5 separate regions of the Mus musculus genome follow, and regions 2, 3, 4 and 5 are each linked to region 1. The links are chromatin contacts, called in public Hi-C and promoter capture Hi-C maps. All regions are on one chromosome and are shown on one strand. Each heading gives the region's core, a stretch centred on a gene start, on an enhancer-like site or on the middle of the called end of the contact. The rest is flanking DNA. Distances are from core to core; before and after follow the strand shown.

The links. Promoter capture Hi-C pulls out the DNA fragments that hold promoters and counts their contacts. A called contact is a pair of places that touch in the nucleus more often than the background predicts. Capture Hi-C pulls out chosen DNA fragments and counts their contacts.
Region 2: a contact with region 1 is called in a promoter capture Hi-C map of liver. The contact joins the promoter of Btbd17 here to the promoter of Cd300lb in region 1. A contact is called at or near these places in 4 of 39 promoter capture datasets (cranial neural crest, embryonic stem cells and liver), 1 of 15 datasets of contacts at CTCF or cohesin (large pre-B cells), 6 of 484 Hi-C or Micro-C datasets (CD8 T cells, LSK cells, cortical neurons and 3 more), 12 of 115 datasets of contacts at active chromatin or transcription factors (differentiating embryonic stem cells, double positive thymocytes, embryonic forebrain and 7 more) and 4 of 9 other capture datasets (adipose tissue, embryonic stem cells, liver and 1 more).
Region 3: a contact with region 1 is called in a Hi-C map of embryonic stem cells, with 1.8 times the contacts expected there. The contact joins the promoter of Cd300lf here to the promoter of Cd300lb in region 1. A contact is called at or near these places in 3 of 39 promoter capture datasets (the C10 cell line, embryonic stem cells and neutrophils), 5 of 484 Hi-C or Micro-C datasets (cerebellum, embryonic stem cells, gonadal supporting cells and 2 more) and 1 of 9 other capture datasets (adipose tissue).
Region 4: a promoter capture Hi-C map of liver shows a contact between it and region 1. The contact joins the promoter of Kif19a here to the promoter of Cd300lb in region 1. A contact is called at or near these places in 7 of 39 promoter capture datasets (3T3-L1-derived adipocytes, the C10 cell line, the HPC-7 cell line and 4 more), 3 of 484 Hi-C or Micro-C datasets (embryonic ectoderm, nephron progenitors and tail fibroblasts) and 3 of 9 other capture datasets (adipose tissue, liver and pancreatic islet).
Region 5: a contact with region 1 is called in a promoter capture Hi-C map of trophoblast stem cells, with 4 times the contacts expected there. The contact joins the promoter of Dnaic2 here to the promoter of Cd300lb in region 1. A contact is called at or near these places in 24 of 39 promoter capture datasets (the 3T3-L1 cell line, 3T3-L1-derived adipocytes, the C10 cell line and 15 more), 1 of 15 datasets of contacts at CTCF or cohesin (large pre-B cells), 4 of 115 datasets of contacts at active chromatin or transcription factors (embryonic stem cells, pancreatic cancer cells and stem cell-derived neural progenitor cells) and 3 of 9 other capture datasets (adipose tissue, liver and pancreatic islet).

Annotation. Positions count from the first base shown.
Region 1 is chr11:114,932,593-114,937,362 of GRCm38.p6, reverse strand. Cd300lb (CD300 molecule like family member B) reads left to right here and starts at 2,992. Exons shown (of 4, transcript NM_199221.3): 1 at 2,992-3,154. The coding sequence starts at 3,115. It also overlaps the pseudogene Gm11699.
Region 2 is chr11:114,793,528-114,798,489 of GRCm38.p6, reverse strand. Btbd17 (BTB (POZ) domain containing 17) reads left to right here and starts at 2,598. Exons shown (of 3, transcript NM_028055.4): 1 at 2,598-2,726; 2 at 4,364-4,640. The coding sequence starts at 2,642.
Region 3 is chr11:115,131,511-115,136,138 of GRCm38.p6, reverse strand. Cd300lf (CD300 molecule like family member F) reads left to right here and starts at 2,147. Exons shown (of 7, transcript NM_001169153.1): 1 at 2,147-2,300. The coding sequence starts at 2,258. It also overlaps a transcript of Rab37 not described here.
Region 4 is chr11:114,762,598-114,767,701 of GRCm38.p6, reverse strand. Kif19a (kinesin family member 19A) reads right to left here and starts at 2,313. Exons shown (of 20, transcript NM_001102615.1): 1 at 2,150-2,313; 2 at 466-546. The coding sequence starts at 2,188.
Region 5 is chr11:114,724,871-114,729,493 of GRCm38.p6, reverse strand. Dnaic2 (dynein, axonemal, intermediate chain 2) reads right to left here and starts at 2,075. Exons shown (of 13, transcript NM_001034878.3): 1 at 1,719-2,075.

The DNA.
Region 1 (4,770 bases), core at 1,743-4,242:
TGTTAATCATAGATGCAGTTCATAGACTGGCAATTTTGCTGAGACTACAAATATTTCACCATTATAGGCCATTGTAGTTTTCTGTTGGTTTAGTTTATCCAAAGAGCTAAAGCTTAGACAGAGAAGTTAGATATGGCTGTCAGCAAGGCACTGAGTACTTTTGGCAGCCCTTAGTTAAGATGGTGGTGATGGCCGGGCGTGGTGTCGCACACCCTTAATCCCAGCACTCAGGAGGCAGAGGCAGGTGGATTTCTGAGTTCAAGGCCAGCCTGGTCTACAAAGTGAGTTTCAGGACAGCCAGGGCTATACAGAGAAACCCTGTCTCAAAAAACAAAAACAAAAAACAAAAAAGATGGTGGTGCTGATGACGTTCCCAAAACAAAGATGGCTGCCAGTCATGTGGCTGCCCTTAATCAAGATGGTGGTGAAGTTATGAGTCCACTTTACTTATCCCATAGTGAAGATGGTGACCAGCCATGTGTTGTATATATTGTCCCCCACCCTGCTGGCTCTGATGTAGTTAAGTGGGTGTGACAGGCAATTTAAAGGACCAAGGCTGTTCTGTCACTGCCACCATTGCTGCTACCACGGCATGGACATGATGGGGGTGGAGATAGGTGGCATCTGAAGACATATATGCCCAGTCACTCTTGAAGGGGGTACAAAAAACTGATTTCTTAAAAAAAAAAAAAAAAAAGCCTGGATGTGTGGAGTTCAGACTAAAGTCTGTACAAGGTCTGAAACAAACGCAATTTAGATAAAGCCTGGTGGTGTGTCTGGCAGTCGAGGTTTAGCCACAATGGTGTCCATTTTCCCAGCCTTCCCTGGAACCCAAAGGCTCAACTATGCAGTGCTCTGAACATAAGCCTGGGGTCATAAAGTGTGTGAGTGTGTGTGTGTGGCAGGATGAGGAAGCCTCAGGTCAAACATCTTTGAATCCAAAGACTCTGTTCTGGCTTGCCCTTGGCAGGGAATCCCAGGGGTCTGGAGACCTGGAAGGAGAACCCAGTGCTCCAAGGCTGCTGGGAGGTGGTTGCTCATGGAGTCCAGAATTGATCTCATCAGATGAAGAGAAAGATGAGGGGAAGAATCTCAGTCCCCCATTTCCAGGTGGGGCTGGAGCTCAACTTCTCTGCACCAGATGATGTTATTCTCCACCGGTGAAATGAGCCAAATCAAAGAATAAAGGCAGGTTTGTTGGGTGCAGCTCTCAGGCAGGTTCACTGGTCCCAAGAAAGTCACCATGAGAAGGGAGACAGAGGGACGGGGAGGGGCCATAGAAAGAGAGAAAGAGCATGTGCAGGTAGGGAGAGGAAATGCAGAGAGAGGGAGAGGAGGGAGACCAAAATGTCTGGATTGTATAGGGAAGAGCTCCTGGGGAGGGGAAGCCCAGCCCCTGGGATGAAAAGCTCACAGAGAAGGTGGGGTATGCTGGCCATGCCCTATAACAGGCAGAGACTGAGGGGTGCTAGGAGAACTTGGGGGCCAGGTCCACTCTGGTATATTAACTATGCACCTCAGCTGCTTGTCCCAGGTCTGAAACCCAACAGAATCCATGGGTCTGCCACTGCTGAGGGCCAGGTCTAGATCCATGATCCTGCTGTAGCTGGGGGTTGTGTTGATGTCTGTGGCCCATGGTCTGTGCTGTTACCTGAGGCCATGTTGATGTTGGAGGGCCATGCTGACACCTGCAGCCACGTTGATGCCCTTGGCCTGTGCTGCTGGCAGGGCTATGATGGTGTCCATACCCTATGCTGTGGCAGAGGGTCATGTTGATGTCTGGGGTCTGTACTGCCACTGGAGACTGTGTGGATGTCTGTGGTCCATGCCATTGCCAGAAGCCATGTGGAAGTCCATGATCCCTGCTTCCATTGACTGTGAAGGGCAAGAAAGCTACTCTTTCAGTGGTATCAATGGCTGAAGACTCATTGAGAAAGTGTGACATAGAAAGAGTCTGTGACAAATCCTACCTCTACCACACCCCTCAAAAAAGTAACAGTTTAGACAGAATGGCATTGAAAAGAAGTCTTAAAAACTGTGATGAGGATGTGGAACTGTAGTTCTCACAATTGATGGCCTCAGCTGGGGTACAAACAGAGAAGGACTCAATTTTCTTTAAGGGGCTGGCCACTGGGAGTGTGACCATGTTCCAATGAGTGTAAGTTGTTTTCTTACTTTCTTTCTCTCTGTCTGTCTCCTCCTCCTCCTCCTCCTCCTCCTCCTCCTCCTTTCTCTTCTGCCTCCTCTTCTTATTCTTTCTTCTCCTCCTCCTCTTTATCCCCCTCCTCTTCCTTCATTTTGCAGGAAAGGTCACAAGAGTGAGGGGCAGACCTGAGAAGACTGGGAATTAAGCTTGATCAGGGTTTATGATGTGAAATTCCCAAATCATCAATAAAAATATTTTGGAAAAACGAACAAAACTGCCATATCAAGACAATTTATAGACGAGATGATTGATTTGGGCTTCTGTTTCTGAGGGATTAGAGTCGATCATGGTAGGGAATCCTGACAGCAGGCAGCAGACACAAAACAGGTGAGAGCGCAAGTAGGGTGCAGAGAGAGGCTACTGGGAATGCCAGGAGGCTTTGAAACCTCAAAGTGACATACTTCCTCCAGCAGGGCCATATCTCCTAAAGCTACCCAAGGAACATCATCTACTGGGGATTAAATATCCAATGCCAGGTGTGCTGAGCACAGCCCACTAACACGAGCTGAGACTCTCAGCTGCTGGGCCCATCATTATAGCATAGAACCTTTCTGGATCCAATATCCAGAGTGCTCTACCCCTTAACCCAAGACCAGATTGTCCAGACTTCCCCACCACTGGTCTACAGGCTTCCCTCCTTTGCCTCTGCTTGCCCTGCACAGTTCCCTGGCCTCCTCGTTTCTACTGAGTGACCCAGCTCTGGCATTAACTGATGTCTCTTGTGCTGAGTAACTGACGGCAGGAAACACCCACGCTATAAAAGGAAGCTTATGAGTAAGACACTCAGAGGCAACCTGGACAAACAGAACGAGTCAGCTGAGATCTCCAGGGCTTTGGGTATCCCGCTGAGATTTGGATTTGCTGCTGGCTGTTCATCAAGGAGTGCAGCAAAGTGGGAAGGCAGGACCATGTGGCTGTCCCCAGCTTTGCTTCTTCTCAGTTTTCCAGGTATGTTCAGCTACGGCCTGGGGGGCTTGGGACTGCAGGTGTAGAGTGGCAATAGAGGGCTCTGTCCCAGGTTTAAGGAGAGCTGCCACCTTCAGGGAAATGTGGGGTAGCTCTGTAGCTTCATTCAGCAAAAGGACGCTGGGCTCTACACTGTGCCAGGCATGGGTCAGGACCTGGGGACGTGAAGGGAAAGGAGAAATGGAGGTGACCATTAAAGGAGATTCCAGATGCTCTTGTAGGTGAGACATGCAGGAAGAAGCACAAGAAAAAAGAGCTCAGGGGAAAGAGCTGGTACCACGGAGGGAGCTACAGAAAGCTCTCCTGAGCCAGCTCCTTCCATACCTCAGAAGGAAGCAGATCTTTACAGCCCTTGCAGCAAGCAGAACATGCACTCCGGGGAGAGGGCATGGCTTGGGGGAAGGACTTACAGGCTTAGAGCAGCTGCCACACCCATGCAAAGGGAGCACTCAGTGGACAGGTCACTGAGGGGACACTGGCTAAATGTGAGTTTGCAACTGCATAAAGGTAAAACGAGGGACAATAGCGGGTGCCTGTACCACTGGGCTTGTGTCTGAGATCCAGGCCCCCCAACTAGCTGCCTGCACTCTAAACCTCAACACCGGGCTTTCCTAGACGCCAAGCAGGCCAAGAGTGAGCTCTGCCATGGCTTGCACACAAGTAGAGCAATGCTCACTAGTATACTCAAAGGCTGCACATCTACACACAGTCCGTACATCTACACACTCTGTCCGTACCTCCAGGATCACCCGCTCACATTCACACTCTTTGATTGGTTGGTTGGTTGGTTGGTTAGTTTTGGGGAGTTTTGTTTGCTTGTTTGTTGTTTTGTGGGATTTGGTGGGGATGGGTTTTTTGGTTTGGGGGGTGTTTTTTGTTTTTGTTTTTTAGTTTTTTAGCAATGGAAACAAAAACACACCTAAAAGTGAAGCTTTTGGAAAAAAAAATTGTTCTTCCCTGTCTTTTATTGGTCCTCAAATTTGACCTTGGCCTCCCCAGGCCTTGTGTTTCAGAGCTGAGCCTCTGAAGGCACCCTTGTTGACAACAGTTTCATTCAAGAGGATATCCACAGAGTCCCTCGTGGGTATGGGCTGTAGCTGTAAATTTTCACAAAGGACTTGATCTTGGATCTCTTGGCGATCTTCTTCTTGCCCATGGCAGCTGTCACTTTTAGTGATCAATTCTAGTCACCAGGGCATGTCTATAAGGACCGTCTGGTGTGCGTCCATCATCAATGTTCCTCATGATGACAGCTTTGCGTCCTGAGTAACATCTAGCCAGGACTGGCACCACTTTCCCTGGTTTTGTGAACTTGCCCATTTCGACAGCAAGCAGCCAGCGCCCAGCAAAAAGGAGTATTCACACTCTTAAGAAGCCATAAGCTGAGACCATTCACAAAAAGGATTTTATTCTTTTGGTTTATTATATATGTATGGGTGTTCTACCTGTGTGTATGTAAGTGTACATACCATGTGTGTGCTTGGTACCTACAGAATCTAGAAAGAGGTTATTGGATCCCCTGAAACTGGAGTTATGGATGGTTGCAAATTACCATGTTAGAGCTGGGAATTGAACCTGGATGCTCTACTAGAACAGCC
Region 2 (4,962 bases), core at 1,349-3,848, 140 kb after region 1:
CTAGGTAGGGGCAGGCTGGGCCTTAGGTCCACCTCTCCTCCATGTTCCCTCAGGGTCAGTGTCTAGCGTCTGCTCTTTGCCTTTGTGATTCAGAAACTCTCCCTTCCTACCCATGACTATGGAAGTTTACAGTTGCTTCTAGACCCTCTTGAGATACCTTGTTACATGGAGATCGTTTATTGGGGTTGACCTAGCTTCCAAGAAGAGCTACCCTGAGTATATGGACATTTATGCCCATGCTGTGCCTGTCCTTGCTGAGCATAAACAAGTTCCTTAGACAGTGCATACACACCCTGGGCAGGAAGTCACAGTCCGCTGGCTCCTCTCTGGGGACTGTTCTTGCTTGCAAGATCTTTAGACTTGTGCTCAAGGAGTGATAGAGCTTCTAGACCATGGGGTGGTGGGATGGATGGCAGGGAATAAAATGTGGTATTGTCCTTGTGTCACCTTGAAGACTGTGCAGGCTGAGAGCACTCTTCTGTACATATCCGGTCTCAAGACACCCCCTACCACAGATATGTATAAATATATAGCACACACATGCACACATATAGCACACGCTTGCACACACTGTAGCAATGGGAACTTTATTCAGCAAGTCAGTTTTTAAATCATTAGAAGAGAGGCAGGGATGAGGGAAGTTGGAATCATGGGAAGAGTCTGTCAGAGATGGGGAGTGGGAGGTCTTCTTGGTAGCCTGGGACCTCCTGGTCCATCACACTTGAAATGTCAATCATAGATCATAATTCTGAGTATCTATAACAATCTGTTGGTTTGCTTAGGAAACAGAATGTTCAGTCCTGCCCTTGGGAATTCTAGGTCCTTAGAGGAACATGGGAGATGCCAGTGCAGGTAGACCAGGCATCAAGAGAGTCTAATGGGGGTCTCCAAGAACGGGGCTGACGCACGCTTACTGAGCAACAATCATTCCTGTTGATGGGCATTGTGCCTGGGAGTGACACTGCCTCATTGGCTGGACAGCCCTGTCCCACATAGGCTCTGTCTGCCTCAATTGAACCTAGGTGTTGTACAGTTTAAGGGACGGGTAGACGGACAGCCACTGGAGGGACCATGGTGCCTCTGAACAAGGAAGAGCAGGCGTGAGAGTTCAGTCAGCTGGGAGGCGTTTCTGCTAAGCCGGACAGCTGATTCTGCCAACCCAGACAACATTGGTGCCAGACCCAGTTTTTGCTTTCTCTGTGGCTCCAGGAGGAGGTGACGCTGTTGGGTCTTTGCACCGGAAAGAGATGGAACTCAATGCATGAAGCTAGCTCCTGGGATCCAAAGAGCCAGGGCAAGAAGTTCCAGCCCATCTCCAGAGCAGGGTCTGGCCTCTGAGAAACCCAGATTTCCCAGGATCCTCTGACTTCCATGTTTCAGCCTTAAGGGGGTCCCTCTCGTAAGGAAGTGGGAAAAAATTCCTGTTGATTCTATGTAAAGGTGAGGTCTCAACACACACATGCATACACACACACACACACACACACACATATGCACCACAATGCCCCCTACGTGTGTACACATACACACGTACACACGTGTATACACACATGCACACATACACACAAATGCAAAGACACATGCATATAAACACATGTACACACAGACATATGCATCACCCACACAGACATGAACACACATATACAGGACTCCACAGCCCACCCTCCCCTTCTCCATTGCCTTTGTTTTAGGACAGTTCTCTGTACTATCTAGCTGAGACTGCAATCTAGCTCCCTGCCTCAATTTCCCTACACATGGACTATGGTGCTAGGTTTGTTACACGCCTTCTTGGAACTTTGGGAAGGGAAAGGCTGGAATTTAGGTAGAAGCTGGTGGAAGGCACCTTCCAGGGAGGGGAACCTTGAAATGATGGGCCATGCATAGGCTTGAACTAAAGACTTGGGCTGTCTTGGTAGAGAAACAGGCTGTGTTCCTAGAGCAAGGGCCATAGTACAGTGTCCCTGGTGTGAGATAGTCGGTCCCTCTGTAGCTTTTCTAAAGGCCTGTCACCCTCCCCAGAGCATGACGGGAACTTTCTGAAACAAACGGCATGAGAATAATTCTCATTACCCCATACCCCTATTAAAGGTCCTTATCCTCCCCTCTGGATGACTGGCCCACCCTAAAATGGGGGTGGGGGAGGAATAGAGCCCTGAGCCAGCTCTTCCCTGCCTCTTCCAGGCTCTCCCTTTGTAGCCAGCTCACCAGGACACTGCCAAGTATGCTCTGTGCCAGGATGGAGGCTGGGCCTGGGGGCTGGGGCCCTAAGGGTTGGTGACTGCCAGGGGTCCTGAAGCCCTTTGCTTGCCCTTCAGAGAGCTTAAAACTTCCCGGGAGAGGAACAGCTAGCTTTGCTGGGTTGTCTGAAGAGGTGGGGGAGGAGGGTGTCCGGATCTGTTCCCCTTGGGGGCCCAGGCCAACACAATAGCCCCTGGGGCTGCCACACTCTGGCTTAAGTAGTTGCCTAGGCAACAGCAGGGACCAGCTTCAACCAATCCATGGCAGAGACTGGTAGGGGGAGGGAGGTTAGGAGGGAAGCGGGTACTGTCCCCTTGCTGGATCCTATATAAGGAGGAGGGATGGGATCGGAGTGCTCTGGACTTGACTGTCCCTCCAGTGGACTTAGGGACAGAGCACAAAGATGCTTAGAAAAGGTTCCTGCAAGCCTGGGTCCTGGGGCAGCTTCTGGGCTATTCTGGCCTTGGTGGGACTGGTCACTCGTGCAGGTGAGTGGAAAGTACGGGGATCAGGTGCCTGGTAAGGAAAAAGGTAAGGGTTGGGGGCAGGAACTTCTGCTAGGAGCTACATAGAGCTGGCCAGGAGGTGGAGCCAGCCAGCCAGCCCCAGAGAACACGGAGAGACTGGACCTCTCCAAAGACAGAGAGAAAGGGGCACATAGCCTTCCAGGGAAAGAGGCTGGGCAGCAGGCAGGAGTCTTAATGACAAAAAGACCCTCTATTGTTCATTGTCTCCGACAGCTGGGTCCAGGCAGAGGCTGCAAGAGAACGCCATCAGCATTTAGGTCTTTCGGAGTGACAGCTGGGGAGGCGGGGCTAGGAGGCGGGGCTGGGAAATTCACCACCAGCAGCTGCTCCCTCTCTCCCCTGCTGGGTCTCCCTCTCCCACACACAGATGCTCACTCTTGTGAGCCTTCCTTTCAACGATCCACACATAGGCCCTGTGCCCACTCTGTGTGTGTGTGTGTGTGTGTGTGTACACAAGAGCTGCCTGCTGGTGCCCTTCTGCAATTGTCAGACTATTAACCGCCTGCTTTTCCCAGTTTGCAAGGCTCACTGCACTGCTCAGTCTAGGGGGGTGTCTTTTCTATAACTCAGCATGTGTCCCTATCTGACCCCAGAGCTGCCCTGAGAACACAAGAAACAGGCCTCCCTGGAAGGGAGATGCTAGCTTCAACACTGTTACCCCTGGAATCCTATTCCTTCACTGTTCACCCAAGTTACTTCATTGGGTCCCTTACTGTCTCACCGAGTAGGGCCGGGGCAGTGCTCCTCATTGTGGAGTGGTGATGCAATCCTGTAATCCCAGCACAAAGGATGGAGGAGGGAGAAGGATCAAGAGTTCAAGCCCAACCTCAGCTAATCATGAATTCAAGGCTAGCCTGAACTATAAGAGACCCCATCTCAAAAAACTAAAAAGAGAACAAACAAACAAACAAAGACAGAAAGAAACGCTATGCCTGCTGTCCCTGGCCCTGAGCTCCACCTGGTCATTCCCGCCCAGGTCTTTAGGGCTGGCTGTATTCCTTTGTCTCTGGCTGGTTCCAGGCTGCTCACTTGTGCATTTATTTATTTTTAAAATTGATTTGTGTGTGTGTGTGTGTGTGTGTGTGTGTGTGTGTGTGTGTGTGTGTGTGCTTAACACTTGATCTAGTACTGGCTATGGAGTCCAGGCTGGCCTTGAACTCCCCACCCTTTCCTGTGTGTATTTACTATGTGTCTGTTCTGCCCCCTTGAGCTTTCCTGAGTATGAGAACTGGGTTAGGTTCATTCAATGCCACATGGCAGCCACGTAAGTTCTCAGTACCCAAGGCTGTGCCACCTCTGACCGGTTTTGTCACCCTCCCCCTGGGGACCAAGTGCCATGGACATCAATAGGTTCACAGAAACATTAACTAGTCCACGACTTCTGCCTGACCCGAACATATTCTGCTAAGAACGTACCCCAAGTCTGCCTGGGGCCAACATGCTCACTCAGCATGAGCTAGCTTGTGGACACTCATGTAGGCTCCCCACCCTTCTCCCACACAGTGCCACCGTGCCACCAGTAGGTCCCTCTGCAGTCTTAGCTGGAAGCACCAGGCCGGGTGCCCTCTCAGGCTCTGCCATGTCCCTTCCTGCTGCAGCTCAGAGAGCCGATGTGGGTGGGGAGGCAGCAGGCACCGCCATCAACCACTCCCACATGCTGCTCCAGCGACTGCAGGACCTGCTGCGCCAGGGCAATGCCAGTGATGTCATCCTGCGGGTCCAGGCTGTGGGCACCGACGAGGTCCGAGCCTTCCACACCCATCGCCTGTTGCTGGGGCTGCACAGTGAGCTGTTCCGGGAGCTGCTGAGCAACCAGAGTGAGGTTATGCTGCGGGAGTCCCGGGACTGTGCTGCTGTCTTTGACAAGTTCATCAGGTACATAGGGGAAGGGCACCGTCCTGCATCCTGTCCTGCATCCTGTCCGTGGCTCCCTGTCTCTCCACCTTCAGGGGCGCAGAAGTCTGGCCTTACTGGTTATTATATCGACTTTCAAAAGTCCTAGCATGACATACAACACAGGCTTCCTTTATCCCTCCTTCCGATGCCCTCCCTGTTGTGGCCTGTGTCCCTTTCTGGCCTTTGGGAGTCCCTTCTGAGCTACTTCCAAACCCAGCCAAGAGCACTGATAGAATCAACAGATTCTTAGTTGGTCCCAAGTGTCTTCAATGGCCACAAGACTTTGAAACCACAGGGCTAA
Region 3 (4,628 bases), core at 898-3,397, 200 kb before region 1:
CACAGTCCTCCCCAAAACATGGTCAGGTTGTCACAGGAATACCCCACTCTGCTGGTACCAATTTTTCTTAGTCAGGGTATCTATTCCTGCACAAACATCATGACCAAGAAGCAAGTTGGGGAGGAAAGGGTTTATTCAGCTTACACTTCCATACTGCTGTTCATCACCAAGGAAGTCAGGCCTGGAACTCAAGCAGGCCAGAAAGCAGGAGCTGATGCAGAGGCCATGGAGGGATGTTCCTTACTGGCTTGCCTCACCTGGCTTGCTCAGCCTGCTCTCTTATTGAACCAAGACTACCAGCCCAGAGATGGTCCCACCCACAAGGGGCCTTTCCCCCTTGATCACTAAGTGAGAAAATGCCTTACAGCTGGATCTTATGGAGGCATTTCCTCAACTGAAGCTCCTTTCTCTGTGATAACTCCAGCTGTGTCAAGTTGACACAAAACTAGCCAGTACAGCCCCTGTTTAAGGGGCGATCTCGCTATAACTCACAGTGGCTTGAATAAGTCTGATGGAATAAGTTCCTGATTCATAGGGTGGCCCTCCATCTTGGATGGGCCAGTTTGAGAGGACCAGGATCAGAGGAGCTGGCCATAGGCTCCTGTCAGACAGCTGTGCTCTTTTCTTTTTTTTTCTTTTTCTTTATCTTTTTCTTTTTTCTTTTTCCTACCTCTGCTCAAGAAAGGAAAAGTCGGTCCTAGACCTTCCATGAACATGGCCCCTTGGTTTTCAGGGTTCCCTCAGCCTGTTGACCACTTCTCTGAAAGGCACTCTACATGTGCGGAGGAGGAGGAAGAGGAACCCTGGGAAGAAACCTGTTTGATTAACAGTGGTGAGTGAAAACCCTTGTTGGCCTTCCTTTATGGTCTAGAAGTATGTAAAGAAGGTGGCCATCCCTGGCCACATCCTGGAAAAGCTGTGGCTTATCAGCAGCTGGTGTTTTCTTGTGGACATAGCCCTCCAACGTGCCTCCTTGCATATGGTTAGTCTAGCCAGGACTTGAGGACGCCACCAATTAAAGGTGTCACAGGGTGTCTATAGCTCCTACCCAAAGTGACCCTATTTTAAGGACTTCCTGAAAATGGGTGTGAGTGAGATGGAAGCCACAGTGTCAGGATGAGGAGTGACCATAAAGGCTGGCCTTCCTTCTTTTCTTATTTGGACAAATGGTTACTGCAGGGAGGGTGTGGGAACGGGGGTAGAAGTCATGAATAGCAAGCTGGTTTTCTGCAGAGGGCAGTGGGGAGGTAGTCCTGGGATATTCACTAAATTTCTGGGGAATACAGGTTAAGTCTATATCTATTACCTATTAGTCTGGGGCAGATCAATAAGAGGCAGTGGTGGAGCATGCCTTTAATCCCAGCACTTGGGAGGCAGAGGCAGGTGGATTTCTGAGTTCGAGGACAGCCTGGTCTACAGTGTGAGCTCCAGGACAGCCAGGGCTACACAGAGAAGCCCTGTCTTGAAAAAACAAACAAACAAACAAACAAACAAAACAACAACAAAAAAAGAGTGCCATCAAAGCAGAGCCTTCTGGGTAATGTTAATTCCTGTTCATTTATCCTGATTATATCTGAGCCCCTCTCCTGGTAAGTTTGTAATGAGTGGGAGTGCTGAGGCTCAGACTCAAGACCTTGCATATGTTAGGCAAGAGCTCTGCCACTGAGCAATACTTCCTCCCCTCCTCTTAGACAGGTGTGGCTATGTAGCCCAGGCTAGCCTTGACCTTACCACATAGCTCAGTTTCAAGTCAAACTTTTAATTCCCCTGTTTCTACCTCTTAAATTCTTGGATTACAGCTGTGCTTGGCACCCATGATGAGGCTGGCTTTTGACACCCCTTCAGCTCCCTCGGCTCCCTCCATTCCAGTCTCTGTTCTAGAGACTCTCTTCTGGCACCCTTCAACCTATTGAAGCGCTGGCCTTCTGGGCTCCAGCAACTCTTGCTCTAGCTGATGGAATCCAGAAGCACCGAGCCTGCACATTCAAAGCAGGAGCCCCTGTTCTCTTTCCAGAAGTCAGTCTGGAGCTGAGGACATGATGTTTCTCAAAGTCCTTTTCACAAGTCTGACTTCTTGCGTTACACTTCTCTCACCCTACCTCCTTCCTCTTTTGGTGCTTTATATGCCAGCGGGAAGTGGCTAAAGGAGGAAGTGCCGAGTGAGAGTGAGGGAAACCACAGGACCAGGAGACGCAGGAGTGGAGCATGTAGCCTGTTCTCGCTGGCAGGCTCCACCAAGGTGACCCGGTGTGAGAAGATGCATTTGTCATTGCTGGTCCCCTTTCTCTTCTGGATCACAGGTGAGCGAGCTCAGGCAACCAGAGGAAGTGGCCACCCAGCAAGGGGTCATCTGTCCACCACCCCATTGTTGTGGCGCTTTTGTGGCAGAAATATTGAGTTCTTAAGCCCCGACCTAGGCACAATTCTAGACTACTGAGGGACTGGTCGTATTTAAGACAGACACACTGATGGGCCCCGCTGGTCTTTGAAAGACAGGAGAGCCCTGGTTGCTCAGGAGAATGTCTGATGAGGCTGGATTGTCAATGTGTGATTGTGTTACAGCAAGGGAGGGAAGGCTTTGGGGGGAAGAAATGATTGTGGGAACAGGTTGCTGAAGGGATAAAAAAAAAGTCTGCTATTCACAACTGATGAAAAGGTGATTTGTGGCAACTGGGAGAGAAGGTGCTGTCAGAAATGGCTGAGGACTGAAAGGTGAAGAGGGGGCAGGAGACAAGGCCACAGATAGAGGGCTGACAGCACTTTCTTGTGTTTTGAGATGGGGGAGGTGCTCCATATGTAGCCAAGGCTGGCCCTCTAACTAGTGATCCTTCTACCTCTGCGTCTACCTCCAAAAATATTCACAGCCAGGCAGTGGTGGCGCATGCCTTTAATCCCAGCACTCGGGAGGCAGAGGCAGGCAGATTTCTGAGTTCGAGGCCAGCCTGGTCTACAAAGTGAGTTCCAGGACAGCCAGGGCTATACAGAGAAACCCTGTCTCAAAAAACCAAAAAAAAAAAAAAAAATCACAACACGATTCATAACAGTAGCAAAATTACAATTACAAAGTAGCAACAAAAATAATTTTATGGCTGGGGGTCACCACAACATGAGGAACTGTGTTAAAGGGTCAAAGCACTAGGAAGGCTGAGAATCACTGCTCTAGTTAGTGCATGTTGAGTTAGACCACCGAAGGGGTTTTTCTGGTGCTGGGACTATAGGCCTGTGCCATGACACTTGAATTAATGTAGCTGTAAGCGAATGGATACAGTTTTGATTTCAAAGAAAGAGAATTTACTCTTGAACACAATGATGCACACCTTTAATCTCTCTTCATTTGGAAGACAGAGGTAGGTGACTCTCTGTGCATTTAGGGACAACCTAGTCTACATAGCAAGTTCCAGGCTAGTCAGGGTGCAGGGTGGGACTGTCTTCAAATAAATTGCACCAAATCATGAGTCCTTTGTGTCATTTTTCTCCTGTGAGCATTGCATGCACCTAGACAATCGTCTTCTCTCATCTTCTCCCCATTTCTACGGGTCCCCTTCTTCTCCCTAAATACCCTCTTCTACTTCCATGTTTGTTTGTTTGTTTTTTCAAATCTGGAGTTTGCGTAGGAGAGAAAACATGCAATATCTGTCTTTCTGAATCTGGTGTATTCTCTTTAACAAGATGGCCTCCAGTTCAGTGTTTTTTTCCTGCAGGCATCATTGTGTATTTATACGACACCTCCTTTATCCATTCGTCTGTCCATGGACTTTGATTCATGGCTCGGTTATTGCGGCTACTGCTGCAGTATAGATGAGTACTCAGATACTCTCTAGGGCAGTGGTTCCAACGACCCCTGCGGCAAACCTCTATTTCCAAGAATGTTTATGCTGAAATTCATCAAGCTAGCAAAATTACGAGGTAGCAATGAAAATGATTTTATTGTTTGGGGAGAGTCACCATAACATGAGGAACTGTTTTAAAGGGTCGTGATGTTAGGAAGGTTGAAAACTGCTGCTCTAGGGCCTGCTGACTTAGACCGCTGAAGAGGGGTTTCTTGCTTTGTATTCTGGTGGTTTCCACTGTGCTCTTGGGCTTCTCCTCTAGGCTTGAAATATTTTTTAGCAGATGGCTTTCAGTTTCATACCCCTAGAGCAGACGTTTCTCAGGACTCTTATAGCTAAGTGTGTATTCAGCTTTTGTATTTAGACATTGACATTTCAAAGGTGGGGGCTGAAGAGATGGCTCAGCAGTTAAGGAGGCATGCTTTTTTCTTCCCACAGAGGGCCCAGGTTCAACCCCCAGTACCCAGTGTCTCACAACCACCTGTCACCCCAGCTCTGATGTCCTTTTTGGGCTTCATGGGAACCTGTAGTTAGGTTCACATGCCCATAAGCACATACTCATACACATATACACACAAAAAAGAAAAGAAATTTGGGAATAGTAAGACCCCCAACTGAGAGAGAGGGAGGGAGAGAGAGAGAGAGAGAGAGAGAGAGAGAGAGAAGAAGAAGAAGAAGAAGAAGAAGAAGAAGAAGAAGAAGAAGAAGAAGAAGAAGACGAAGAAGACGAAGAAGACGAAGACGAAGACGAAGAAGAAGAAGAAGAAGAAGAAGAAGAAGAAGAAGAAGAAGAAGAAG
Region 4 (5,104 bases), core at 1,064-3,563, 170 kb after region 1:
CAGTAAACTCCAGCAACAGAGGGAGCATGGGGCTTTTCATGTTGGAGTGTTTTTTCTAATTTTTAGCACAGCTTCCAGCATGTTCTAGGTTCGTTATGAATAATTATTATCTCAGATGCCCTCTCTCACCATGCTGATGTGAAGACCAAGAGAGTAGACAGTGAAGAGCTCTGCCAAACTTGCCTGCTCTAGTGGTGGGTTTCTGCTAGACCAGCTAAATATGTGCTCTGTGGATAGCTGGCTGTCATATGGGGATGTTGACAGCATGTGGATCAAAATGTATCTTATGGTCTGGGCTCACCCAGGCTCCAAAAGCTCATAGCTTTTCCTGGTCTGCTCTAGGAAGTCTTCCTGAGAGAAGAAAGCCTCTTTCTTGGTGATGCTGTGGAGAGCCCGCCCAGGTGTGTATGCAGAGCAAGGTGAGCCAGCCTCCACCCTGCAGCTCCTGGTTGCAGCCCCAAGTACCTGCTCGTCCATCTTGTGAGCGATGAGGGTAGCTCCCTCCTCCAGCTCAGCCACGCTGATGGGCCGGACCCTAAGTGCCACCTGGGAGGAAGACCAGAACCCTGGGTTAAGAGGACCATACGTAGCCATGGAGGGAGGGATGACAAGGTCTTTGAATTCCTTTCCCAACAGGGTTGTGTTCTCCAGCATCCAACCATCTGCATCTCCTTGGTCCTGAAGAACATTGTGGGTCTAGGGCATTGCCTGAGCCAGAGGGCAGCTGGTCCACAGGGTGTCTGGATGAGTCTGAGTGTCTCTTTTCAAAAGTCTGTATACCTCAGGGGGAGCCCCCAGGGGATGAACTGTCTACACAGGCTGCTTCAGTCACATGCCCAAATTAAACACTTGCCACTCCCTTGGGCTGAAATCCGGAGCCTTGGGGACCAGAGCCACGTGTCTGTATCTGAGAGTGAGGTACTGTTGGGAAGGGGGGGGGGGGTTGTGGACAGAATGGTGTAGAAATGAGGATAGGATGAGAATCTTCCCCTTTGTCCTTCCAGCAACTTGTGGCTGCATCCTAACACTCCCAGGAAGTGTTACCAAGGGCTTCTCTGTTCTCTATTTCCTGGCCACTTAGAGATAGATATGTCTCCCTCCAAAATAAAACCAGAGTCAGGGATTGGGGAGAATTTCTTCTGCTGAGCAAAAGGAGGTGCCTGGATACTGAGTGGACCTCAAGGACCCTCAGTTCCTTTCATCCACACAGACTGTCCTATTGCCTTTATCAGCCTCCTCCCTGGATACGCCTCCTTGGTGAAAGGAGGGTCTTTGTCCCTGCCCTAATGACAATGAATATTCTTGGAGCAAACTCTTTCAAAGAGGCCATTCTCACTGTCAGAGAGGGTGCCACCGAGTCTGGAACTGGCTCCTAGGGCTGAATCCAAGCTTCCCTGTGCAGAAACAGGTTCTCGGGCATTTCGGTAGTGATGCTCTGCCTGCTGGGGCAGAAGGACCATTTCCACAGATCATAGGTTAAGGCTAGGGACTGGGAAGAAGGCTGTGAAAGAGAGAGGAGAGATCTCCACCTATCCTACAACCTGAGTAGCACCAAGGCTTCTCTTTGTGGCTCCAGCTTCCACCACGGATAGTCAAGAATCTCTCTTTGGTCTCTACCTACCCTTACTCCTTCCCATGTGGCTATTCTTCCCAGGCCAGTAGACCCTGGGACTATCCAGGTGGCTTCTAGCATTTCTCTGAAGTATCTGGAGTCCTGATTTGGACAGAGCCTGAGGCACAGCCCATAACTAACTGCTCCTCAGACTTGGTGCTGGCTCCCCCTATTTCGGGGGCTTTTGTCTTTCTATCTGTGGCTCCATCTTCCTTTAAAGCAAGACCTGGCTGGGTTTAAGCCCTCTGATTCGCTAGAGAATCCCAGCTTCCTTCTCAGGCAATAGTTGAGACCTCTCTTGGGTCTTGACCTCTGAGTCTTGGCCCAAAGAAGGCTGAACTTGGGCAGGGGAAGTGGGGTGCTAACTTCCTAACCCCAGGAAGTGCCACCATCCCTTCTGGCCACTGAGAACTTGGGTAGTTGTTCTGCACAGTCCCAGACTCCCATCTCTTGCTCTCAGTGGTCACTATGTTTGAGGCTGTCAAGTCTCAGGTTTGGTGGAGGGGAACCAAGCAGGAGCTTGATAAGGGGTCTCACCATGAGTTGCTGGTCCTTTGAGTCACCGCTGTCCTTCATGATTGCGGTAGGTAAAGAGCCTCAGGCCGCGACAGCTGGCATGGCTGAGACGCACCTCCACTATGGTCACCTCCTCGGATCGCTCTTCCGCCTCCGCTGCTGCCTGACAACCCGAAACCAACAACGCGCCTGCCGCCCGAGCGCTGACCAGGAGGCGGGGCCAGGAGGGCCTGGCCGGCTCCGCCCCGCCCCCTGTGCTGCCCCGCCCCCTATGCTCGCTCCGCCTTCTGCGCTCTGCCCCCTGAACTTTGGTGAGCAGGACGCCTCCACGCAGGACACCCCCGGCCCCCTTGCGCTTCTGTTGCAGCTATTGCTGCTTGTCCCGAGGTTTTCTGTCAGTACGAGTGGTCACCGGTCTGAGCGTCTCGACCTCCTCCCGGCCTAGCGGCGTCCGTTTGGTGGCCCCTCCGCACACACCCGTGCCCAGGCTCGAGGCTCCTGGCTGTGTCTTCTGCGCTCCCGACACCGGCCTGGCACGCGACTAGCTGGGCAGAAGCAACCTTGCCTGTGGCTACGATCTTCTGCTGCTCGCTTGACTGTTACTGGGCGTCTCCAGGGCGCGCCTAGCAGCCTCAAGTTTCCAGGAGTAATGCTGGCTTCGCAGCGGTGGAGGCCAGTGCCTAGGGTGTGGGTAGCTGCACCCATTGTCCAGAGGAAGAGAGGATGAGGGAGTGAGAAGGTGGGTGAAAAGCTGGCCTGCACCCTTTTGGCACCTGGCTAAGTAAAGTGTATAGACACACTAGCAAACCAAGCCTGAAGTCAGAATGAATGGATTTGGCCTGCCTGCCAGAGTAGCACCACCCAGGAGAGTCCACCTGTCCCCTCAGGTTGCATTTGGCCTAGGTTAGCTATGGATGTGGCTCGACACAAAATCATAAGCTTACTTAAAATAATCCGAGGGTCCGCCAGATGGCTTGCCCTGTCAGGGAGCTTGCAAGCTCACTACCTGAGTTCAGTTCCTGAGACCCACATGTGTAAAAGGCCAGACCTGACACCCAAATGTTGTCCTCTGATCACCACATGGACTCCCTAGTACATGTGCATAATATATAAATGTAAATTTTTTAAAGTATGAATGGGGGCGGCAATGCTGGAGAGACAGTTCATGAGGTACTCTCTCTCTCTCTCTCTCTCTCTCTCTCACACACACACACACACATCATTAAAAATAACTCTTTTATGACAAGTTTCTTGAATTTTTTTTTAAGACAGTTTTTTCTCTGTGTAGCCCTGGCTGTTCTGAAAGACCATCCTGGCTTCCAACTCACAAGATCCCCCTGACTCTGTCTCCCAAGTGCTGGGATTAAAGGCCTGTGCTACCGTCCCCTGGCTTTTTTGTTTGTTTGTTTTTTCTGGGTTGGGGGAGTTTCTTGAAAATTAAACAAACAAACAAACAAACAAACAAACAAAACCAAAAGTGGGTTACACAGTTCTCCATTGTGAATTTCGCAGGTGAGATCACTTTGCGATGTAAAAAAGCCGGACAGGAGGCCAGGTGGCCAGGTGGAACAATGGATACACAGTTGCAATTTCCATTCTTGGTAACAGTAACAACAATTACACACTCAGGGAGCCCAGTGGAAATTTTCCTCGTCTCAGGAGGCCTGGGCAAAACAGGATTCTAGTCCTAGCTCTGCCTTAAACCTGCCTAGCCACTGAGAGCCTGGTTTTCCTGTCCTGTCTGCCTGTCACCTGGATGGTGTTGGAACTCTTCCTGAATGTAGTGATCTGTCCTTTGCATTGTCTGTCCCACTGAAGCTGAGAGCCCAGAGCTCTTGCACAGACCAGAGAAGGAGACTCCATGGGGTTAGAATCCAGGAAAGACGCTGGAAAAGCAAGTACCCACATCCCTTAAGGCTGTCTCAGACACCTGGCAGGTCCCCAGAGATAGAGCCCAATGTCAGCCTGTGCCTTGGGACTGGTTTCCCCGGCTTCCCCCAGGAGCGGGTGTTGGGCATAGTTATTAATAAACAGCGGCAGGAAGCAGCTGGCAACCCTGGGTTTGATAAATATATAAACCAAGCCAAGTCTACAAACCAAAGTCTCCTGCAGGGGGTCCCAGGTACTGCCTGACTCTCTGAGGCTGGCCAGTTTGCGAATGGGTCATTCTGCAAAGAGAATGGGGCCATGAGCCCAGAGGGTTTTCTGCCTTTTTATTTTATTTTGAGATGGGGATTGAGACTGTTAACCCAGGCTAGCCTCAAACTCACAGCCTTCCTGTCTCAACTCCCCAACTGATATAATTATAAATATATGCCAGTACTTTCCACTCTGGTGGCATTTTAGACCCTTGAATTTACTTTTTTTTTTTTTTTTTGGTTTGGTTTTTTGAGACAGGGTTTTTCTGTATAGCCCTGGCTGTCCTGGAACTCACTCTGTAGACCAGGCTGGCCTCGAACTGAGAAATCTGCCTGCCTCTGCCTCCCAAGTGCTGGGATTAAAAGTGTGTGCCACCAAGAATGCCATGTCCCTGGTCAATTGGTTTGGGCTTTGGCTAGTTCTCTTTTTTTCTCTTTTCTTCTTCTTTTGTTATTTTTTTTATTTTGTTGTTGTAGTTTTAAAGATTTATTTATTTTATTTTACTTTACTTTTTAAAGATTTATTTATTCTATGTAAGTACACTGTAGCTATCTTTAGACACTCCAGAAGAGGGAGTCAGATCTTGTTGCAGATGGTTGTGAGCCACCATGTGGTTGTGAGATTTGAACTCAGGACCTTCGGAAAAGCAGTCGGTGCTCTTAACCACTGAGCCATCTCTCCAGCTCCCTATTTATTTTATGTATGTGAGTACACTATACTGTACAGATGGTTGTGAGCCTTCGTGTGGTTGTTGAGAACTGAATTTTTAGGACCTCTGTTCACTCCAGTCCATAAGTACCCTGTAGTTGACTTCAGACACACCAGAAGAGGGCGTCA
Region 5 (4,623 bases), core at 826-3,325, 210 kb after region 1:
GGCCTTGGAAGAAAGAATGTAAAGTCGATTAAGTTCTCTCTGTCTTCCACCACAGACCTGGCAGTTGGATGCAGGCAATTAGGGGCTGTCTCTCTCCATCTCCAATTGCTGTGGTACAGCTGGCTCCCAAGGACACAGGGACACTTAAGAGAATGAGAAAATTCCGGAAAGAAAAACACCAGCCTCCTCAGTCCCGCTCCGATTCTAACAGCTCTGCTTTCTTACTTGGTGTTTCCCGAGGCCAAGCCCTCGTGGAGAACGGAGGCATTGTCTTGTGTCTGGAGGCAGACAGAGGGGACATTTAAAGGCTAGCCTGGTGACAAGAAGACAGCATACTCAAAGCCCCAGAGCAGGCTCTTTTCTCACAAGCTAACAGGGTGCAAAGATAAATGGCTAGGTCAGCCAAGAGTGTCAGAGTGCTCTTTCTCCTCTTTTGGAAGACAAATGCTCCAGGGTGAGGCTTCCCCAAAGAGGGTCTGAGCAGGGTGTCTTCAAGGGGACATCAGGAGTATTGTTGCTTGGGAGTTTCAGGGGAACATTGCCCCCGTGGGAACCTTCCAGAAGCATGCAGTATCATAATCTCTCTCTCTCTCTCTCTCTCTCTCTCTCTCTCTCTTTCTCTTCCTCTTCCTCCTCCCTCTTACACACACACACACACACACACACACACACACACACACACAGAGCTAAATATGGACTCTTAGAACCTTACACATATCAGCCAGTGCTCTACCATTGAGCTACACCCAGCCCCACTGAGTCTCAAATCCAGGGTCACAAAGAACCGCTATACCCTGGTCCAAACACCAAAACATGTGATCATTTCCTGCACCCTAGCCCAACAGAAACAACAAGACTTGCCTCAGGCGAGGATAATGAGCAAAGTCGTTCCTAGAGAGAACCCCTTGTGGTTGAGCGGAAAGCATGGTACACAGCTGGGAGGAAGGGCCAGGAAATAGCAGGCAACAGAGGTGTCAGTATGGGAAGGGGGCCAGGAGGAGGGTCACCCTTTGTCCCTTGTGTGCCTGGAATTGTAGAGCCGTGCTTGAGTGAGGAATACAGATGGAAGGGCTCCTGTGTCTTTCCAATGTCTTTGTGAACCTTCTGGACAAGGTTAGGAAAATGGTCTCCTGACCCTAAATGTAGATGAAAGGCCAACTCCCAGATGGAGGGGCAAAAGAAAAGGTGCATTTACATACAGTACCTGTGCTCAGTCCACAAGACTCTTGTGATCTCCCATTTTACGCCCTCCATTTTATTTTTCTTAATTTCACTTTATTTTTAATCGTGTGTGTGTGTGTGTGTGTGTGTGTGTGTGTGTGTGTGTGTGTGTGTGTGTAAGTGCACACAAGTGCAGGTGGGGTGGAAGCCAGAAGTGCCAAATCCCCTGGAGTTGGAGTTTCAGGGGTTGTGAGTCACCTGATGTGGGTGCTGGAAATCAAACTCCCGGTTCTTTGCAAGAGCGCACTCACTCTTAGCAGCTGAGACAGTCCTCCAGCCCCCTCTCTTAGTCTTTGAGACAGGCTCTCACTCTGAGTCCACTGGCCTAGAGCGCACTGAGTAGTCTAGGTTGCTCTCTGACTCTTGGTAATCCTCCTGCATCAGTTTACAGGAGTGCAGGGTTTACCGGCCTATCCCTATCCCCCTCCCTACGTTTAACTGAAAGCTCTCTTCTTAACAACCCATCCTTCCTGGGCTTGAAATTTTGTTCCATTCACCTGAAAGCCAGAAAGAGGTCCCGCCCACTCCGGGTCACAGCCCGGGTCAGGGCCTGGTGGAGAAGTGCAGAAGGCAAGGTGCTTGGAGGCTGAGGAGGTCCTGGAGCTTGAAGAATATTCAGGGCAGCGAGGATTAATGCAGCAGAATGAGCTGATTCCAGCACCTGACAGTTCTCCGAGATTTCTTGCACTGTTGGTGATTATTACCCTCGAGAGCTTTTCCCTCTTTTTGCCAGGTCTTCTTTCGGGCTTGGACGTCCTCTAGGACGCCCGCCCCTTATCCTGGCTCACCTCCTGCCACACAGCCCAGGAGAAGCGCCCAAGACCAGTCCCAGCTCCAGCGCAGCTTAAACGGCTGGGAGCTGCGGAGTTTACCAGTTGCCTAGCAACCCTGGCCGGGCCGAGACGCCGGCAGTTCGGAAGGCGATCTGGAGCACGTGACTCTGGTCCCGCTAGTCGGAAGCACCCCCTTCTCTCCTTCCTTCTCTGGAGGAGGTCTGCGGAAGAGGTGGAGGAAAGTTAACCAAAGCTTTGCCAAAATGCCTACCCAAGTCTACAGTCTATACCCAGCAAAGTCCCTCCCCCACTCCCGTATCCCCCGAAAACGCAATCAAAGTGACCAGAGCGTGGGAAGCCCCGCACCTGGGTCAGTTCGGATCATGTCTGATTTGTCACTGCTACAATGTCCGGGTCTCTTCTGTTAACGTATCCCTTGCACCACCACCCTTCTGAATTCATCTCTGGAATGGAAATTCCTTGAGGGTCAGGCTCAATGCATGCAAGCATGGCTTAGCTATGCGGCTGGCACGTTGTAAATATGGTTTCATTGCATGAATGAATGAGCTAGCTGATGGACACATGAATGACACAAAGAGAGATGTGTTTCTCATGAGCTTGAGGCAAGGAAGTGAGAAAATGTGGGAGGGATTGATGGACAGGCTGAGTACAAGGCACTTTGTTGGGTAAGCCTGACAAGCAGAGTTCACATCCTAGAACCCACATAAAAATGGGGGAAAAAATGGATTCCACAAAGTTGTCCTCTGATCTGTGTCATGTAGCACACCCACAATCATCATCATCATCAATAATTTAAAAAGAATTAAAGAAGGGAGGTAGAGTCCTATATCTAGGACTGGTGAGATGGCTCAGTAGAGAAAGGGGCTTGCTACCACTTCTATGACCTAGGGTTGAGCCCCAGACACACATGGTGAAGGAGAGAACTGAATTCTCTAAGTTGTCCTCTGACCTCCATACTTGTGCTATGTAAGACACACACAAACACACACATACACAATATGATTTTTAAAAAAAGATTTATTTATTTATTTAGTACCGTGTTCTGTCAGCATGCCAGAAGAGGGTACCAAGATTCCATTACAGATGGTTGTGAGCCACCATGTGGTTGCTGGGAATTGACCTCAGGACCTCTGGAAGCACAGTCAGTGTATTTAACCTCTGAGCCATCTCTCCAGCCCACAATATAATTTTTTAAAGAGAAAGAAAACTACAGAACCGTATATACTTTCCCAGAGGTGTTCCTTAAGAGCATTTGGGACCCGAGGTTGGTTCTTTATTTATCATGGGATTTTAGCAAGGCACTCTCTCTGCCATCCCCTGTGAGGTTTGAATGAGATCACCCTCATAGCTCATATATTTGTATGCTTAGTTCCCAGATGGACAAGCTTTTTGGAAAAGATTAGAACCTTGTTGGAGAAGGTATGTCACTGGGAGTGGGCTTGGAGGCTTTAAAAGCTCACACCAGGCCCAGTCTCTCTCTCTCTCTCTCTCTCTCTCTCTCTCTCTCTCTCTCTCTCTCTCCTTTCCTGCTGCCTGTGGATCAGGATGTAGCCCTCAGCTACTTTTCCAGCATCATGTCTGTCCATGTACCACCATGTTTCCCTCCATGATGATAATGGACTAACCCTCTGAAACTATAAGCAAACCCCCCAGTTAAAAGCTTTCTTGTATAATATTTGCCTTGGTTGTGGCGTCTCTTCACAGCAATCGAATGGTGGTGTCTTAAGATAATCTTTCAGTATTGGGATTGACAGGGCCTTGCATCGGATAGGCTGGAGCTCTACCACTGAACTACATCCCAGCCTTACTTTCCATTTCTGAGACTTAACTTTCTCCATCTTCACGTTGAACAGTGGCAGTTCTTCAGGATAATGGGGGAGAACACGCAATCAGACACAGATGATAATCCAGCCCATTGTGAGCCCCCGCCAGCACTGTGCTTGTCCCTACAGGCTCCAGAGAATGAGGTGAATCCCAGGCCAGGCGTGGGCACTGGAAATTTGGATAGAATCAGGCAAAGAATGAGTCACCGAGATGTGGGATTTGGGGCTGGAACCGGGCCCTAGGAAATGGTTTTGAGATGCAGGGGGAGGAGTGGGGAGTGACTCCCAGAGTGGGGGTGGGGCACGGTGTGGACCAGAGTAACTCAGCAGGTCAATTAGTTCCAGGATGGAGCAATGTGGCTGGCTGGGGTTGCAAGCTAGGGGACTTTCTGATGACACATGGGTAGATAAAGCGAGGTATATGTGTGAGCGTTCACTGTGTGTGCAGATAAAAAGGGAAAAGGGGGAAGTTGGAAAGGAAACTGCAGTCATTTTTATTATGACAGTGATTTTTATCCCTGGCTTCCTACCCCACCCTTCACTCCCTTCACTCCGACCTCCACTGGCTCATTTACTCACTCGCTGGCTTTTAGCTCTTATGCTCTTGGCAGGTTCAGCTCAGCCACCCTGGGAGGCCAGCATGAAGTCATATAATTAGGAGCATTCATAAGGTCCTAGTTTGGTTTTCCCCCCAAGCTTCTCAGATTTCCATCCAATCACAGCGTAACTGACAACAGAAATTCTTTGCTTAGATCAGCCTCCGCCCTGGACAAACTCCAGGCAGG